Linked DNA regions of Gossypium hirsutum: all the other regions are linked to region 2. Evidence: chromatin contacts called from public Hi-C data. All regions are on one chromosome and are shown on one strand. Each heading gives the region's core, a stretch centred on a gene start, on an enhancer-like site or on the middle of the called end of the contact. The rest is flanking DNA. Distances are from core to core; before and after follow the strand shown.

Evidence for each region. Hi-C and Micro-C count contacts between places; a contact is called where the count stands out from the background.
Region 1: a Hi-C map of leaf shows a contact between it and region 2, with 2.5 times the contacts expected there. The contact joins the promoter of LOC107886049 here to the promoter of LOC121224640 in region 2. A contact is called at or near these places in 2 of 34 Hi-C or Micro-C datasets (callus and leaf).
Region 3: a Hi-C map of leaf shows a contact between it and region 2, with 2.5 times the contacts expected there. The contact joins the promoter of LOC107887565 here to the promoter of LOC121224640 in region 2. A contact is called at or near these places in 7 of 34 Hi-C or Micro-C datasets (leaf and petal).

Annotation. Positions count from the first base shown.
Region 1 is chrA03:10,620,755-10,625,547 of Gossypium_hirsutum_v2.1, forward strand. LOC107886049 (ATP-dependent zinc metalloprotease FTSH 7, chloroplastic) reads left to right here and starts at 3,163. Exons shown (of 13, transcript XM_041108320.1): 1 at 3,163-4,145; 2 at 4,582-4,647; 3 at 4,732-4,793. The coding sequence starts at 3,279.
Region 2 is chrA03:10,384,441-10,388,821 of Gossypium_hirsutum_v2.1, forward strand. It overlaps LOC121224640 (acyl-coenzyme A thioesterase 13), which reads left to right and starts at 1,589. Exons shown (of 3, transcript XM_041108293.1): 1 at 1,589-1,922; 2 at 2,021-2,161; 3 at 2,736-3,053. The coding sequence starts at 1,731. The coding sequence ends at 2,906.
Region 3 is chrA03:10,592,373-10,596,993 of Gossypium_hirsutum_v2.1, forward strand. LOC107887565 reads right to left here and starts at 2,557. Exons shown (of 6, transcript XM_041108307.1): 1 at 969-2,557; 2 at 1-541. The coding sequence starts at 2,109.

The DNA.
Region 1 (4,793 bases), core at 1,913-4,412, 240 kb after region 2:
GGAATGGGATTAAACATGTATTTAGATATCTTAGAGGGACCATTGATATGGGGATATTTTATTCAAATGATTCAAAATCCCTATTAGTTGGTTATGCTGATGCTGGATATTTATTAGATCCACATAAAGGTCGATCTCAAACGGGATATTTATTTACATGTGGAGGTACTGCCATATCATGGCGTTCGACAAAGCAAACATTACCTGCTGCCTCTTCAAATCATGCTGAAATAATTGCAATGCATGAGGCAAGTCGAGAGTGTGTTTAACTAAGGTTATTAACCCAACATATCTAGAAGATATAATTTCCCTTTTACAGGAAAATATGCCAACTATCTTATATGAAAATAATGCAGCATGTATAGCTCAATTAAAGGGTGGCTATATCAAAGGTGACAGAACGAAACACATTTCACCAAAATTATTCTTCACTCATGATCTTGAGAAGAAGTGTGACATAGAAGTTCAACAAATTCATTTCAGTGATAATTTAGCGGATCTTTTTACCAAGGCATTGCCAACTTCAACATTTGAAAGACTATGAAACAAGATTGAAATGCGTCGACTCAAAGATATAATGCGATGTCGTCATTAGGGGAGTCTAAAACATGTTGTACTCTTTTCCTTTAACCAAGGTTTTGTCCCACTAGGTTTTCCTGATAAAGGTTTTTAACAAGGTAACTTGTAATAAGAGATTGTGTACTATTTTTCCTTTAGTAGATTTTTATCCCACATGGTTTTTCCTAATAAAGGTTTTAATGAGGCACTGTTTTCTCTAGTAGACATCCAAGAAGGAGTGTTATAAATAAATGTGAATGTCCATATTCTAACACCCCATCATTTATGAGGTAAAACCTCCCCTTCATTATGCAATGTTTAATATATGCATTAATGAAGCACTTAAGCAAGCTTCATTTATGGTATTGCATTGAATGTTAATTACTTATAAATTATAAATAGAATCCTTACCTGAGTGAAATAAAAAAAAAGAGAAAAATTCTATTTTCATTCACTTTTATTTATTGTTTTATCGTTTTCTTATAACAATATAATGATATTTTCATCTTTTACTATTTCTATATTAAATGTTTACATAAATGAACTAAAGATACTGTATTTAAGATTTAAACCTAATTTTTGGAAAAGTATTCATTTCGCCTAAAACTCAATTGTTTCTATTTTTCTTTTGGTTTTTTAAAAATATAATTTTAATATTAAAATTTATTTTCACCCACATCTATAAAATTTAATATTTAATTATTGGTTCTTACTTGGATGTATTTTTGTTGATTAGAAAATGAGAAGTCGGAAAATTTTTAAAATTGGAAAATTTTTGGATACACCGAAATGTATTATTGCCGCCATAGTTCCAAAAAACCATCCAGAACCTAAGCAAAAGTTAAATTGAATCTTGTGCCTGTTAAATTAGATTGTTTTTACATTTCTATTAATTAAAATTAATGAATTAAAAAATATTATTGTTTTTTAATATTAATCTTAGTATAGATTGTTATCATATTTGTATTTTTTTATACAATACTTAAAACTATCCATAATCTCTCATCAACCCTTAAATAGGAGGATAATACACTTCAACATACTCGAACTCATGTCCTTCTACACTAACAATAATATTGATGTAAGAATTGTCAAATTACATCTGCGATAATATATATATCATTTACTTTGAGAATGAAAATCATCTTTACAAATTTGCCCTTTAAAAAAATATAAGTCATGAGAAAAATGTTAACTTTGTTTCCCCTCTCTTTTTAATACTTTAAACAATCATTGTATCAACAATGGTATTATTTATAAAGAATTTGTTCTAGATCTATTTAATCCTGATAAAACATATCTACTCTTATATCTACTAAAGTTAGTGTTGGGAAGAGAAAGAGACAATCCACATCGACTAACTAATAATTAAATTGTGACACATAAGAACATTTTCAAAAAAAAAATTATTTTTAAAAATGATTTTTTGTAAATCAAACCATTCTTTAACAAAGAAGGTTTACAACTAATACAACACAATTGTGTCTAATACGTTACTTAAGTGCCCTCTACTTGAATTCATTTTAATATTATTATTTGACTATACAATTAAAACCTATATGAAGTCAATTGCGTTTTAACTCGATTGGTATGAGCATTGTTGTCAAAACAAGAGGACGTGGGTTAGATTGCGCTGAAGTATATTATCCTCTTACTTATTTATGAATTGAGGAGGGAATATGAATAGTTTTAAGTATTGTATCAAGAAAATAGATATAAGATATTTCAAAAAAGAAAAAAATCACCTGAAAATCTTAAAAAAATTACAAATTACTCGTAAAAGGATGCACGCAAAATAGCCCATTATTTGGGCAAGACAAAATAGCCCAAATTAAAGCCCATAAAAACGTAAAAAATCCAAAGCTAAGGCCCTAATGTAACCAAGCATGTGGCTACCAATCAGTTCCAAACATGTGGTCGCCGCTCAATCTTAATCACACGTCACAAACTTCTATGTAATCCTCCAAACGCCAAGGGTTAATTCCATCAAATATCCTCAAACTATTGCTCAAAATCTAAATTGATCTTTAAATTTCAAAATATTCTAATTGAGCCTTTAAAGGATAAGTATTGTATAATCAAAGCTTTTTTTTAGCCTAACCATTAATTAAATACTAATTCAGCTTCAACATAGAGTATCTTAAAACATATGGATCGAATTGAAAAATTATGTACCTATCACATTTAATCAAAATTGTCAATGCATTGGATGCACACATGTTAATAAAATTTAAGAAGACTATGCATTTATTTTTAAAATTATCAAATAAAAATTTTCTAAATATATTTATAATTTGATTTACCTATTTTAAATATGATATAGTCATATTCATATTGGAATTTAATGCCAAAATTGATGTGTATATTAACTAAAAGACATGATTGTTATAATATTAATACTTCAAGATCACAAATAAAGGATTTTAAAATTCAAGGACAAATTTAAAATTTAGATAGTAATTTAAGGACGTTTGGTGCAGTTAATCCCCTAATCTTTGTCCCTTTTGCTCCTGATGAAACGAAGACTCAATGATTTTTCTCTAATCCAACGGCTCAAATTCTCCCATAATAATATCTTTCGCTAATGCTCTATTATCGTGTCTCTATCTCTACGACTTTTTGCAGATAAAAACGCTAACTAAAACGAACATATAAATCATCCTATTTTTAATTTATATTTTGAAAAAAAGATTATTCCTGATTTTTTTAGGTTTCCGGCAATGTTATCTACTGAATTTCTACGACCGGCGACGATAACATTCCACGGTAAATTCAGCACAAATTCTTACTCTAATCTTCTTTATCTACATGGATTAAACTTCAAAGCCATTCGGTTTAGGGTTTTGCAACAAAAAACGAACCGTTTCTTCCCCAATTCTATCACTTCCACCCTAAAGAACGTCGCCGTTGTGGGAAACCACGAGAGATTAAATCTTTACGGAAGAGGTAAATTAAGGTTCAAAGAGAGCAAAATTTTGGCTAATTGTACGGACAGCAGCGATTCGAAGGCGAGCTCCGGCGAGAAAAATGAAAGCGAAGGTGGGCAAGGAGTGACGCAGAAACAGAGTCCGTCAAATTCGGGGGGTTCGACTAATCAGAGAGGAGAAAAGGGTGGAAGAAGCGGGTTGTGGAGGTCCAAAGGAAAGAAATGGCAGTGGCAACCGATAGTTCAAGCTCAAGAAATTGGTGTTTTGCTTTTACAGTTGGGTGTTGTTATGTTCGTTATGCGACTGCTCCGACCCGGGATTCCGTTGCCCGGGTCCGAGCCTAGGATCCCGACGACTTTTGTCAGCGTTCCTTACAGCGAGTTTTTGAATAAGATTAATAGTAATCAGGTTCAAAAGGTGGAGGTTGATGGAGTTCATGTAATGTTCAAACTGAAGAACGAAGGGAGCGTTCAAGAGAGTGAAATTGGTAAGTTTCAGGAGTCGGAGTCCTTGTTGAGGAGTGTGGCGCCTACAAAGCGAATTGTATATACAACAACTCGGCCTAGTGATATTAAGACTCCATATGAGAAGATGCTGGAAAACGATGTGGAGTTCGGGTCTCCCGATAAGCCATCTGGTGGATTCTTCAACTCTGCATTGGTAAGTTGTGTTTTTTGTTTGTTGTCATGATTTGAATGAAACTAGATTAATTGCTTCTTTTTTTTTAAAAAAAAAAAGAAGAAGCTTTTGTTAGAGTTCTTAATGAGTTAACCAGTTGAATGGTAATGGTTTTGTTGGGGGTAGCAGTTTTTTTGTGGTAGGCTGCCTGATTGAAGTATGTAATCTAGGAGAGGAGAGGATCTTCTCTTGCCTTCTTTGGACTAGGAATCTCAAAGAGTGATCTGATGGGCCCTCTATTATTGGGTAATCTATTTCCTCTTCAGGTGGCAGGAATGTAGAGGTTGTAGTTGGTGGACTATGATTGGTTATAATTTGGGACAAGAATACCTTCAGTTACTCCGTTCATTTGGTTCTTTCTAAATCATGTGTTTGTATACGTCTGTGGATTTTTTATTTGACTTCCTCTCTTTTGCAGATAGCTTTGTTCTATGTTGCTGTTCTTGCGGGACTTCTCCATCGGTTCCCTGTGAATTTTTCTCAGGTTTGAATTTGCTTGTAAGCTCTTTGAGTACATTAATGTTTTTGTAGTACTGATAGTTCTGATTTGAATCATGCATATATGCAGCATACAGCTGGTCAGATTAGGAATCGCAAGACAAGGAGTTCTGGGGGTTCAAAAGCCTCTGA
Region 2 (4,381 bases), core at 339-2,838:
CAAAACCACTGTTCCAATTAACCCTAAAAACGGGTTGTTACAAACATAAGTGACTAAAATGTAACCTAAGGTAAACAAAAGTGACTATTTTGGTAGTTTACCCTTTTGTTAATATAATACATTTAGTGTTAATTGTGAATTTTTTTAAAGTTTAATATATATAAAGGTACCTAGACTTGGGTAACTTATACCTATTTAGCATCTAAACTTTTTTTTGACCTAATTGGTACCTAAACTTGAAAATCGTAAAGCAACTCGATACCATTTTTAAATACCTAAGTAACATTATTAAAATATGTTGATGTGACATTGACAACCAATAATTGATATACAATCTTACATTTTGTCACGCGGTAAAAAGAATAAATACCAAGTTAAAAAATATTAAATTAATATATAATTTTTTAGATCCAAAAATAGTTGATTATCAAATAAATACAAATATTGTGTCTAATTTATTAATTACAGTCTACTGATCTTTCCAGGCGGCTGAAGCCATCTGAGATAACCCAAGCTTCATTCGCAGATTTTTCATGAAGTAGAAACTGCAGAATTAACTTTATAACATTGCATTGACTTTTTATAACATTTTTTTATATAGGTTTATTCCTCTTTTTCAAGGAATTCATTGGTGGTTGTGATTTTTTTTTTGAATTTTAGGATTTTGAAGAGAGTTAATTGTTATTATTGTTAATTAATTATGAATTTTAATTAAATTAATTTTAAATTTTAAATTAAATATTAATAAATTAATATCATTACTTTTTATTTATTGATGTATAATTTTTATCAAATATAAGTACCACAATAAATCTCAAAAAATATAGGTACTACTTTAGAATAAAAGTATCAAATTTACGTACCAAATAATATATTAAGCCTTTAAAAATTTGTATTTATAAAGATATTTATATATAATTCATTATAAAAATCAAATCATAATTAAGAATATTGATTATATTCAGTGTTGAATATAATTTTGTTTCACATAATTAATAGAAAATAAAATTATTCAAAATAATAAAAGTTATTTTGATTCAAAAATGATGTTAATAAAAAAAATCCCAATTATTATTGAAACATTTGTACGACACTGTTCAAAATTTTCTTATATTAATAGTCAATAAATTGACCATAATAGTTGATAGATAATATAAATTATAATATTTTAAATTAGATTATATAAAATAAATTATTTATTATATAAATAATTAAAAAATCATTTTAAAATAAAAGTAATATAATTTTCTATTTTTATTTTTTTAGTTAATGGAAATATAATAATTTAAATATATGAATTTTAAAACATTTATTTATTATTTAACAAAATTTTTAATAGAATTAAAATTCTTATTTATAAGTACGATAAATTTTTTTATAAAATAAATTTATTTAACCAAATATTTTAGTAAAATTAAAGTCATAAATCTTATAAATAATAAAAAAAATGAAAAATTCCAACAATAAAATCTATATTAATATATTCAAAAATTTCTTAGACTCATATTAGTATTTGGTAAATGGTAAGTTGTTTTCTCTTGGCCCAATCTAGTACTTAAGCTTAAAAGACTTGAAAAACCAGCATAAAGGACAAAAATGAAGTCCAATCCGACTGACCCAGCCCCAATTGAATTACAGGTAACAGAGCAACGACTTTTTAAGTTTTAACTGTTGAATCTCCAGGTATTCAGTTCTCACAATCTCAGCACGAGATCTAAGGGAAATCAGACATGGAAAAGGTGAAGGAACTCCTGCAACTAGACAAAGAAGCAGAGGATACAGTGTCACGACTCACTATTCACCCCCACCGAGTCGGTTACGAGCGTAGCTTCTACAATGATTTCGGCTTACGCGGCATCCGTGTCGACAAGGTTGAGCCTGGCTTCGTTTCCTGCACTTTCAAAGTTCCTCCTCGCCTCACCGTAAGCTTTCCAAAAACCCCCGATCTAAGATTCTGTTGAATTAGAATAATATGATTTGAGTTTGATTTTGTTTTTGTTGAATAAATGAACTTTGGCAGGATAAAAATGGAAATTTAGCAACGGGCGCAATTGCGAATATTGTGGATGAAGTCGGTGGGTCAGCGGTCTTTGTCATTGGTGTTCCTATGAAAGTTTCAGTGGATATGTCCATTTCGTTTCTGGGAACTGCTAAGCTCGGTGTAAGTAATCTTTTTTCATGAATTCAATCAAGAATTTCTAGGGCTTTTAATGTTGTGAGTTGCTTTGGATTTAGTACTAATAATTTCTTATAGTAGTGCATTTGAATGTTTTCAGAAAGTAATCCAACTCTGTTACTTATTTCTTGATTTCTGTGTTTGCCAATTTGATCATGAACTTAAGTCAGATTGAGTTTTTCACTATCCGACTTGGGAATAATAGAAAGGTATGCTGGTTAAAAGTTGTAAAAGAGGATGTGAGATTGGATCTATCTAAAGCGGGTTGTTTTGGTTTTTGGATTGGATGAATTCGAGAGGTTTCTAATAGGGTATTTTGACTACTTTCGATTTTAGATCATTTTGAGTTTGGGTTGTTTCAAGTTTGGTCATATGGGATTTATATCATTAGGTTTGCTAAATGAGTTTTTGGGTGAATCACTTTAGGTTTAGCTAGGGATGACAATGGATAATACAGATTCGGATATTTGTAGATATCCAAACTTTTTTACGTAGATATTGTGGATTCAGATAAGAAGAATTAGTGGTTGTTTTAATAGGATTGTAATCCGGTTTGCAGGATGAGTTAGAGATTACCTCAAAGGCATTAGGAGAAAGAGGAGGATATGCAGGAACACTTGTTCATATCAGAAACAAAGCAACAGGGGAGTTAATTGCCGAAGGTCGTCATTCCTTGTATGGTAATGAATCTAGCAAACTCTTGTTTGGTAATCAATCTAGCAAACTCTAGTCCAGTGCTAGATGCCGTACTATTTTACTAAAGTCAATGCTTTCTTGGAAGCATGGCATGTGATATGAGTTATTGTAACTTGTTGGATGCCAATCCGATATATTATATGCAAAATCTTATATGAGAAAGATATGTAAATTTATTTTATTTAGAATTATACTAAACTTATTTTAAAAAAGATTACATTTTGTTGATTGAGTTTTAGCTCGACTGGCATGAGCATTGTTACTTTTGCGGAATGATGTGAGTTTGAATGTGTTGAAATGCATTATCCTCCTATTTTACTTAACATTTAAAGATGAAAAAATTCATATATCTTTGTACCCACCATTTTAGAAAGAAGGCTTGAAAATTTTCCATCCCTTTTTGTGCTCGAATTCATTTAAAAATATTAAATTCTTAAAAAAGCAACTCAAATTCCTATTTAAGAACGAAAACAACAGATCTTGGAAGAGACGATAAAGAACTTATTAATTCTTTATTATAAATATAACAATTTGTACAAACCCTATTTAAGATTTTTATTTTTGAAAAATAATCGTCCATTTTCTTTTGGAGGAAAAACTGATGTCACTGACTATTTTTTTAACGTTTATTGGAGATATAATTGTAAAGCAAAAAAAAGAAATACAAATTTAAATTTTATAGAAAATTTTATACTTAAAAAAATCCCCACCATATTCATTCATGATCCCTTTAAAATTTATTATAGATTTTTTGGTATACGAAATTGATTGTAGAATCTGATTGCCAATGAAAATAATTTAAAATTTTGAAGACAATTAAAAGTTTTGACTTTGAAAAATAGAACTTCTCTATTACAGTTTCTCATTTGCTTGGTTTCAAAGAAATTCATGTTTTTATTGTTAGTTTAGGATATGGACCTATTTTTCTGACATCTTTTTCCAAAGGCAACTAAAGTCCACACTTTTGAAAAGTCTATAACTGAGACCAAAGTTTTTCTACATAGAGATTACTAGTTTTCGAGAGACTCCATTTTATTTTTAATTCAAATTATTTCATTAGATAAAAATTTGTTTTAGAATTTTTAGAATGTTGTTCAAAAAAGACAATGATTGTTTTATTAAGGGCTATAAAGTTAACGTAAGTCAAGAAAAGAGAATATGAAAGTTCTGCATGAAAAGTTGTTGGAATCAGGCCCGACACTGGAGGTCGTTTGAAAGTGTAGTCATCTAGAATCCAAAGTTAAAAAAGTTTAAAATATTATTTTTCAATTTTTAAGAGCTCAAATATTTTTTAAAGACCTGAAAAAATGTTTCTCCAACTTTTAAATAATCTAAAATTCAATTTTTATTATTTTGTCTATCACCTCAAAAATATCAACAATGGCCTGGTTGGGACAATAAAACATTTGAAAATAAATTATCCAATTTGGTTCATGATGCATTCTGATTTACAATAGAAATGAATCAAGAAGATGAAGCCGTATTGGAGAAGAGTGATCAAGGCACCAG
Region 3 (4,621 bases), core at 1,307-3,806, 210 kb after region 2:
GTTCCTTCAGTTGTTAATGGAGGTGAACCAACTTCTGAGACCTCAACTTGCAAGTCAGAAGCTATGGAAAACGTTGGGGTATGGCACTGTCGCCTATATGTACTGTAAAATGAATGAATGTCTATCCTACGCCTTTCAGATGGCGACGGGCTGGAATCAAAGGAAAGTCTATTAATAGCTCTCCCCTTAGGAGGAATTGCAAGTTTAAGGGCCCTTTGCACATGATCATTGCGTAACCCAGGAGATTTACTTGTTTGATCTAAGATAGCTTCTGTGTTTTCGGATGAAGATGAGTCACAGGAATTGTTGTTTTTAATTGAATCTGTCTCCATTCTGACTTCACTTCCACTATCTAATCCTGGCTCCAGATCATGAGGGTGTTCCATCTTCTCCCCTTCTACTTCGGTCCTATTGTGTGGGATTTCTATATATTTTTCTTCGGATAAGTTTATCGCCTCATTGTGATTTGATTCTTCTACCTCAACAAGATCAATATCATTTTCTATACCAGAGGAACTAAGCTGGTGGTGACCTCCTTTGTCTGATGAAAAGGTAAAATGTTAAAATTATTCCATTAGATAACAGCAGACTTTAAAAAGGGAAAAGAAACTTCTATACCAAATTTGAAGTAATTCCATTGATTCAATAACTACATACTGACAGATATTAAAGGTTTGATGGCTATGGAGTTCAATAGGATGATCAAATTATTTTCTGGAATATGTTTGTCCCCCTTGCCTCTAGTCTAAAAAGTTTTTCTTAAGTACTCTTTTTGGACACAGTTTTAGGCAGGGCCTTGTGGAAATTCTTTCTTCACAATTGTTATCCACAGAATAATGACTTAAATCATTTGATTATGTACCTCAAAGCTTTGAAACAATCAATTCTACAGCCTATCCGTTAAACAGAAAAACCAAATAAAAGAAAGATCTCAACAATGAAAAATATATTTATTAACTTGATCTTACCTGGCTTCCATTCAAAAAGCCTTTTCTCACCGCTATAATACGTGTTAAACTCGGCACCATATGGATATTGAGAAGATGGAAATGTAAACAAAGGTCCTTGACGGAAGCTTTCGTGTCTGCAGAAGAGATTGGCTGGCATGAATTCTTGTTGGAAACTATCGGCCATAAGGTTGGGTTTTTCTTCAAGTGGATCATAAGGAAGGTCAAATGAATTCTGTTTAGGCAACAATAAGGAAGGGGCTGAACCAGGCATCGGTAAATCGTCTTCATCAAGATGACTTGAAAACTCACCATTGTTGATTTTAGCGGTTAGAATGGGAGCTATTTGAGAAGGAGGAATACCATTGATACCCATCAGGCTTTTCTCAATTGCCATTCTAAACAACTTTTTTGCTCTACGTTTGGCAATTAAACTTTGCAGCCTTTTGTTTCTTTCCAACTCAGTTAACCCAAGATCCATACGATTCGTAGCCTTATTCCCAGCATCATTCGCTTCTTCCAAGCTGTTGACACCACGAGCACGAGCACGAGCACGAGGACCTGTTCCTGATGACCCTTGAAAGCTATCATCCAACACCCGATGAGGTTTCGATGTCTCACTATCAAAGACCAAATTCGGATTTCCAGTTTCGTCATGGGGGGAACCCTCTCCATGTTCACTGCTAGAACTTCCTACCCTATCGAAGGTAACCTTGGAATTTTCTTCCAAGAAATTAGTTTTACTAGACGGACTATCACAAGTACTTCTCACAAAAAGCATGTCTTTTTCCTCACTATGTTTTCCATCCCATTCTAGCACTTCCTTTCGAGCATTTCGTCGAACACTTTTCTGGAGTCGCAATGAAGCCTCGTTTGATGTATTTACAACTTTTCCATCTGCAATCTCTTTTTTCTTTAGCCATCGGGATGCAGCATACTTGGTTTTGAAATAAAATCGGATAAAAACAGCAGTGCAGACAATAATAGGGGAAATGTACATAAAATTCAAGAAAACATGAGGGAAAAATATGTACAAAAGGAAAACAAAGATCAAAAACCCTGAAACATCTGGGTATTTTCGTCCAAATTTATAGCAACAAATTCCAGAAAATCTAATAATTCTCCAGACAAAAAGTTGGATACCCTTTGCATCAATACTCATTTTTTTAAAAAATATATATATTAATTTATCTTCAGAAACAAAGCAATAAGAGAAACAAACAAATTGGGTGCTAATAATCCATTATACGTAGTAAACATCAAGGAAATGACTAAAGATTTCAGCTAAAACATGCATTTCAAACATAATAGAATTCTCTCTTTTTTTAGCAAAAAACAGGAAGAAGTAAAATAGGGGGGGGTGAGGGAGTGGTTTTGGACATGGGGTTTTCGATTTGTTTTTTTTTTTTAGAAAACTTCTTTTTGGTGGATAGCTTTCTTAGATCCTTCAATTTAGGGCTTTCTCTGCCATTTCTTTTTCTCTTCTTCCCTGGATTCATGGGGACAATATAGGACAAAATAGAAAACAGGTATACGAAGAACTGACAGTTAATATCGCATCATTATCGGTAATATTTTACTCAACCTACCTGTAATATTTTGAGTGTCACCCGTTTCTTTTTAATAAAAGCAGGGTAAGGGGTTATCCAAGAATAAAAGCCCTAGTTAAATTGGTTTTGTTCACTTTTTGGCTTTTAGCAATGAAAATACGTAGATATAATTTTTAATTGAATTAATTAAAACTTCACTTCATTTGAAAAATAATTAAATCTTTAAATTATACATTAGAAGAGTTAAATAGGTGTTGGTTCTAAAATATACACCTTCCCAACACAATTGAAATCTATTTAACAGAATCATTTTTATTTTTAATTACTTTAATAATTACTTATTTATTTTTATACTATTATTTCTTCGTTGTACTATAATGCTTGCATCTATATCTATATTTATATATAATATGTTTGTCTATATCTATTCTTTTAATTAAGTCTCTAATTTATGGTAGTAGGAAATGGATTTTTTTTTGTTTTTAACGATGGCAGTCCTTTAGGAAATATTTCACTTTTCAGCTTTCTCATTAATTAGGGTCTATTACCTTTTTAATGGTGATTGATAGGTTAGGACATGTGTCATTTAGTTTTTATTCTTGTATTATTAATGGTAACCATTCAACATTTTATCAAAAAAATTAAGTCTCTAATTAAGTTAATGTCTCGAGTACCAATTCGATTAGGAAAATTATGAGAATATCTTTTTTTAATTAAACTAAATTATATCATTTTAGGGTACTTTAGTCTAGTTCTTGATTGAGTTTGTGTTACAAGTCAACCAGACACAAATTCGATTAGGAAAATTAAGTCAACCAGACCAAGTCAGTTAGAAAAATTATGAACTAAGAGTACTTTAGTCTTTTATTTTAACAAAAATCAATAAAAATATGTATATGATGTTTTTTTTTTTTGTGAAAAGAAAACAAACTTAAAGACAAACTAACTACACAGAGGACTTTTGAGCAAGGCTAACACTTGTTTTGACAATAGGAGAGATTGCTAACGCCTCCTTTGGGGTCTTTTCAAACATCGTCAAGTTTTGTCCTATATCAAAAGCCAATTTAGCCATACAATTTGCAATTTCGTTTAACTCCCTAGGAATATATTGCATGACCCAATGTCCAACATTCACTAAGAGTTGATTAATTCTTCTAATGAGGGTAGAGTTTGAATCTGCCAAAGAGAAATCCTGAATAGCCTTGACCACCTCCAAACTAGCTTTTGGAATCATCACGCCCTAAAATCGTTTATCTTGGATAAGGGCCAACCCATCGAAAATGACCTACAATTCAGCATCAAAGACGGAACATTCACCCAAAAATCTATTATATCCCATAATCCAATCCTCATTTCCATACCTTAGGACTCCCCCAGCTGCAGCAATTCCAAACATATCTTGCACCGCACCATCAGTGCATAATTTAATCTAATTCTCCGGTATAGGAATAAATGGCCTCGGTGTCTATTGTCTAGACAAATCCTTCCCATGAAAAGAAGCAAACTGTTCTACCCAGGTGTATGAATTTTTAACAATGTCACTTACTTTTCAAAGAGACCCATGGAAGATGAAAATGTTCTGATTTTTCCATATTCTCCAGGCTATCAAACCAAATAAGCTCAACCAAACAACCTCGCCCATAGCTAGTTTAGAAGGATTAAGTAAATTAGACTTAACCCATTCATGAAGATTACCTGCAAAAAAAACCCCACACAACTCATTTGACAAAACCTGTTTCCAAATTTCCTTAGTTGTAGGGCAATCTCTGATGGTATGTAAGATATCCTCAAAATGATGTCCACACAGTCTACAAGAACTATTATGCCTTATACCTCACTTGACTCACTCCACATTGATAAGTAGGCGTTGTTTCAAAACAAGCTTGATGAAGAATCTAACTCTCTAGGAACTTTGAAAATTCCACAGAATATTATATTTCGCGTCCCTCAAGCTCTATTATCTTTCCTGTAAACTCTAGTAAGCACTTTTAAGGGAGAAGAAGCCAGTTAAAATTTGAGCCAAATAATCCTATCACAACCCACAGAGATGTGTGGTGGGGGAATACTCACAATACGCCTAATAATCTCCTCCAGCAACTAAATACGAAAAAGCTTCAAATTCCA